Regions from separate parts of the Muntiacus reevesi genome. Here region 1 is linked to region 2. A link is a contact called in public Hi-C data. All regions are on one chromosome and are shown on one strand. The core of a region is the stretch at or near the end of the contact, and the rest is flanking DNA. Distances in the headings are between cores, read along the strand shown. Region 1 holds the start of NCOA2 (nuclear receptor coactivator 2). Region 2 holds the start of LACTB2 (lactamase beta 2).

Region 1 (2,700 bases), core at 88-2,587, 220 kb before region 2:
CCTCCGGGACTCCCCGGAGGGGCGGGGGGCGGGGAGCGCCAGCGCGCCGCGACGACCCCCGGCCCCCTCCCCCAGCAGCCCCCAGAGGCCCGAGAGAGCAGTGTCCCCGGGCCCGGGGCGTGACCGTCTCGAGCCGGCTGGGAGGGCCCCTCCCGCTTCCCGCCTGGGGCCCTGAGGGCCTGTCCCTTCAGGGGCGGGGAGATGGGGGAGCGAAGAGGGGGCGCTGGCGAGCCAACCCGGAACCTCCCGGCCCGCCTCCCGCCCCCAGCCCCGGCCCCTGCGCGCCTCCTGCACACACGCCCGCACCCAGAAAGTTAAGTCAGGGGCGAGCCCGGCTCGGCGCCGCCGCGCTCCGGCCCCCCGGCTCCCCGCCCCCACCGCGGCCCGGCCTGCTCGGCCCGAGCGCGCCGCCCGCCCCGCCCGCCGCAGCTCCTTCCCGTCCGCGCGCGGCGCCCCTCGCCCCCCGCCCCCGGCGCTGACACGGGCCGGGCCCGGCCGCCGGGCCGCGGATCCCCTCTCCTCCCGACGTCTCACCCCGCCGGCCGCCCCTGACAAGGCGCTTCACCTTCACACACCCCCGACCACTTCCCGAGTCCTGCCACCCCTCGCCCGGCTCCCACCCTGCGCTGCAGTCGCTCCGCGTTTCCATGAAAGAATGCACCTTCTCGGGCTTCACCTTCTCGTCTCTCTGCCTCGCGCCCCCCGAGGGCGCAGGAGACGCGCTCCCCGCCGACCCGCACCGGGCAGGGGCGGCAGGCGCCGGGGCTCCTCCGGCGGGGGCCGCACCCGCGCCCCCGGCCTCCGCCGCGCCTCGGCTCTCACCTCTTGGCCGGCGCCGCGGGCTGCAGCCTCCGCCCGCCTCGCGCTCCGGGACTCGTCTCCCGAGCTCTCGCAAAGCGCTGGAGCGCCTCCTTTCTCTCCCAGGGACTCCGCGTCTCCCCGCCGCTTCCCGCCCTCCCCACCCCTCCCCACCCCCCCAAGTCCCAACTCCCCAGCTTCACGGCGCCTCTCCGGGGATGCAACTCCCGTTTTCCGCGCACTGGGGCAGCGGTTCCCCGCACACAAAACAGCCCTCTCGGCGGCGCGCGGCTCTGCCCGGCTCGGCGCAGGAAGGGCGATCGCGGCCGGGGGGTGGGGACGCGGCGCCCCCCGCCCGTCCGCCGCCCGCCCCCCGCTCCAGCCCGCCCTCGCGGCCCCCAGGGAAGGAGCGGTTACCGGCTCGGGTCGGTCACGCCGTCAGGTGCCGGCTGCCGTCGGCGCTGACCTTCGCCGCCGAAGCCGTGGCTGAGGCTGCGGCCGCCATGTTCCCGTGTTAATAACTGCTGCCTGGTTGTTTATTTCAATGGAGATCCTCCCCCAACTCCCTCCTCCTCCTCCTCCTCCACCTCCTCCTCCTTCTCCTCCGCGTCTCCGCACTTGCCTAGAGACACACAGACCGCGCGAGCTCGCGATCAGGGGAGGGGGCTCGGGAGTCAGGCAGTCCCTCCCTCCGCCTCCCCGGCCGTGGCCGCAGCCGAGTCCTGTCACTGGGGAAAGGACGGGGCGGAAACTTGCGTCCCGCGCCCCCGGGGAGGGGGCAAAGGTGGACGGAGGGTTCTCCCGGGAGCCGACCCTGGCCGCGGACTCTGCAGCATCTCCGTCGGCGGAGTCCTCTTAAGACGACCCGGGGAGAGGTGAAGAGTGAGGAGAGAAGGGAGAGGGGACAAAATGGGTGACGGTGGTGGCAGGGAGGGTGACCTGTGGGTGACTGGAAGCGAGGGGAGAGTAAACAGATGACTCCATGGGAGGGCAAAGGGCAAGTGCCAAAAAAGCGAGCGCGTGGGACCGGCCGGGGCTGCAGAGTGGAGGCGGCGGGGTCTGAGATTGCAGACGGCCAGGCAGATGCCCCCGCACGCAGATGGGGAGAACGCAGTGCCAGGTTCGCCCCGGGAGGAGCCACCCGTCGGCGCTCCACCGGCGCCCCTCGAGCAGCAGTCGGCACCCCTAGGGCGCACCTCGCACGCCCGCGTCTGCTGCTGCGCCCTGGAGGCGCCTGTCGTCCATCAGTTCTCTCCCGGCTCCTGGGAGAATTGGCTTCTTCCTTGGCGGCCGCCTCTGAAGAGGGGATGGAGGGGCGCGACCGTGTGAGGCGAGCTTAAAAGGGTGCCACCCAGCAATTGCATGATAAAGCAAAAGTGCACACAGTGTAAATAGCCTGACCTGGTTGAGCATTCTCGTCACGACCTGAGTCACAGAAGTTTTTTATTGAAAAGTCCACTTTCTAGACAGAAAGTGATGTTGGGGGGACGCGGGAGAGTTGCCCTGAAGATTCAGAGAGAAGCCTCGTGAAACACTTGGATCAGCTTTCTGCCTTGGAAAAGCAAGTTCTTCCCAACCCAGATAACACTTAGTCAGGGGGGGAAAAAAAGAACATTGGTTGAACAGATTTTATTTTTAGTCTTAAAATGAGAAAGGTCACTTGCCATGGACAATAATAGTGTTTATTGAACACTTACTATGTGTTCAGTCACTGGGCTAAGTGATTTCTAGATTTTGATTCTCAAACCTTACAAAGTAATACCATTTTTATCCTTCACACAAAAAATGAAGTTTAAAGAAGTTTAAAGAAGTCGTAGGGTCATAGAGCCAGGAAGTTGGAGAGGATTTGAGCCCGGTTCTATCCCAATCCAGAGCCCACACTTTTAATGGTGACTTCAACCT
Region 2 (2,786 bases), core at 30-2,529:
CACGATGGACATGAGTTTGAGCACACGTCCAGAGTTGGTGGTGGACAGGGAAGCCTGGCCTGCTGCAGTCCATGGGTCACAAAGAGTTGGCCAGGACTGAGTGACTAAATTTAACTGATGAACACGTTCAGACTGAATAATTAAATTCTGGGCTCAAGGTAAACTATATCTTATTTTCAATTTTTTTATCTAGAGTATTTTTATCTAGAGTAAGGACTACATAAAGATTGCTCAATGCACTTGTGTGTGTGTGTGTGTGTGTGTGTGTGATGACTCAGTCGTGTCCGACTCTTTGTGACCCCATGGACTGCAGCCTACGAGGCTCCTCCGTCCATGGGATTTTCCAGGCAAGAGTACTGGAGTGGGTTGCCATTTCCTTCTCCAGGGGATCGTCCCGACCCAGGGATCGAACCCAGGTCTTCTGCATTGCAGGCAAATGACATGTCCCCGTTTCTGCATGATACCACTAAAACAGAATGCGTCTGAACAAGATAAAAATCTTGGAAATACAGACAGGTTATTCCATTCGCAGAATAATTTAAAATAGTTTAAAAAAAATTAAAATAAGGCCACACAACAGTAACAAGAAACAAAGTTAGTTAGCTCTTCTTTCCCCAAGCTAGCTAGCGTTTTCCCAGACTCGAGCAATTTGAAGCAAGGGAATCCTGTTCTCTGCTATCGAGTTAAGAAAAAGGCCTCAATACAACCACTAGCTTTTGTGAACGAAGTCAAACTCAGAGCCAAATACCAGTGAAAGTCAGGTGAGGAAAGTAAACGCCTTCCCGGATTCTTAACTCCAGGCGATCCTAGTGTCGCAACAGCTTAAACACTCCGACTTTCAAAATCAAACAAAGTAAATTGGGTCTCGAAAACAGGAAACGTGTCCATTTTTCCTTAGCCATTTGTAAGTTAAGGCAGTTGACTACCCCGGGAAGAAGTTATTTAGGGGCGGGGGTGTCCGAATCGGGGTGGGCTGGGGCAGGACCCCACGGTGCAGGCTGCGGGCGCACAGCCTCTCCGCCCGCCGCGAGCAGTCCCCGCAGCCCCAACTCCGTGCGTCCCGCGGCCCGGTGTGTATGATGGCGAGCGTGGAGAAACGATTACCTGGGGCCGGTCCCCACCAGGTAGGTGTTGGTGCCCTGCAGGGTCATGGGACCCGGGTTACAGCCCAGGACGCGAATCACCCGACTGGACAGCCGTTCTATGCGCTGCAAGGTGGCAGCCATCTCCTCCTCTACCGCTCACCGCCGCAGAGAAGGCAGGACCGCCCAATCTCTGAACCAGCAACAAGGCCGGGGGCGGTGCCGGCGGTCACCTGACGCCGCGCGAGTGGAGTGGGGCGTGGACCGGTAGCGGTGCCGGGGGCGGGGACAGAGGTCACGTGGTGCAGCACGAGCGAAGTGGGAGGGCCGGGGAAATCAGCCCTGGTGCCGTGGGCGGGGCCGGAGATCACGTGTTGACGCGCGAGCCCAGCGGGTGGGGGAGTCGCTGATGTTGGGTGAGGCGGGGCCAGCGGCACGTGACTCTGGCCGAGTTTCGTGAGCTGCAGCGCTAGGCTGTTCGCTTGCGCGAGGCGCGCGGCGGCCTGAGGCGAGACTGGACTTCGGCCCTTGCGTGCTGCCGCGTCTCACAGAGCGTGGTGGTTTCGCAGGAGTTTGATTTCAGGCAGGCGAGTTTGTTCGATTGCAAGACACATTTTAACCAGGGAAGTCTTGTGAGGGAGCAAGGGGCAGGCAGGTTTCGGGTTAGTTACAGAGCACGGAATCCCGGGAAGGGTAGCTAGTCGGGTTTTCAGGCGAGGGTTGGGGTGAGTGTGTGAGGAGGAACTGGTTTATCTTATATATATATAAATAGCAGTGAGGGAGGTTCATTTAGCACTTACTGCTGTGCCGAGTGCGTTTTACAAACACTACTATCTCCTTTAATCTTCACAATGGGAAGAGGAAGGCAGTATTTTTATGACCATTTTACAGGCGCAAAACGGAGGTTTGGAGACTTGCCCCGACCTTGTACCGACACCCGACGCCACCCCTGCAGCGGGTTCGAGGAGCCCCGCTTCCTTTTATGCAGCTTGTGGTACCTCATCCACCCCAAGACTAGGGGGGCCGCGAGCGCGTTTGTTGGGGTTGTGCTTGTGGTGGGAGGCTGTGTCCGAGACATAAAGGACTTCTTTTTCTTTGTAAGGAGTCCTTTTCTAATCTGCTGAGCAGTTAACTACCCCAGTGTTAACTAACCCTCCCCGTATTAAAAAAAAAAAAAAAAAAAAATCCAGTTCCTGTTTTCCTAAAAGGAAATGCACAGATCCCATGATCAGTTTCATTCCCTTACCGGTATGTAACCACCCTACAAGATGTGGAACACACCTAGCCCATGCCTTTTTCAAAAGAAATGATAAATTGACACATTAGATGGCTAGTGGTTCTAAAATTTAGGTATTTTTAAAGATAATTATTTTTAATTGGAGGATAATTGCTTTATAATATGTTGGTTTCTGCCATACAGTAACATGAATGCCCTATAGGTACATACGTGCCCCCTCCCTCTTGAATGCCCCTCCTACCCCGTCCCACCAGTCTAGGTTGTAGGGCGTGCATTTTTAACATTCTTTTTGGCAGGTGTTTCTGGAGAAAGGACTGTTGCTTTGTATGCAGTATTTATATTACAAATCGGGAGTTTAATATTTCAGATTTCTTGAAAACACACCTGGGTTATGTGTGGCAAATTCTTTCCCTGTGTCTTCAAGATGTACTTTTAATAGCAAAATGTTTCAAAAACCTTCATTGAAA

The links. A called contact is a pair of places that touch in the nucleus more often than the background predicts.
Region 1: a contact with region 2 is called in a Hi-C map of blood, with 6 times the contacts expected there. The contact joins the promoter of NCOA2 here to the promoter of LACTB2 in region 2. A contact is called at or near these places in 2 of 3 Hi-C or Micro-C datasets (blood and muscle).

Annotation. Positions count from the first base shown.
Region 1 is chr12:44,907,094-44,909,793 of mMunRee1.1, reverse strand. It overlaps NCOA2 (nuclear receptor coactivator 2), which reads right to left and starts at 1,337. Exons shown (of 22, transcript XM_065903338.1): 1 at 1,216-1,337.
Region 2 is chr12:44,681,995-44,684,780 of mMunRee1.1, reverse strand. It overlaps LACTB2 (lactamase beta 2), which reads right to left and starts at 1,279. Exons shown (of 7, transcript XM_065903370.1): 1 at 1,105-1,279. The coding sequence starts at 1,226.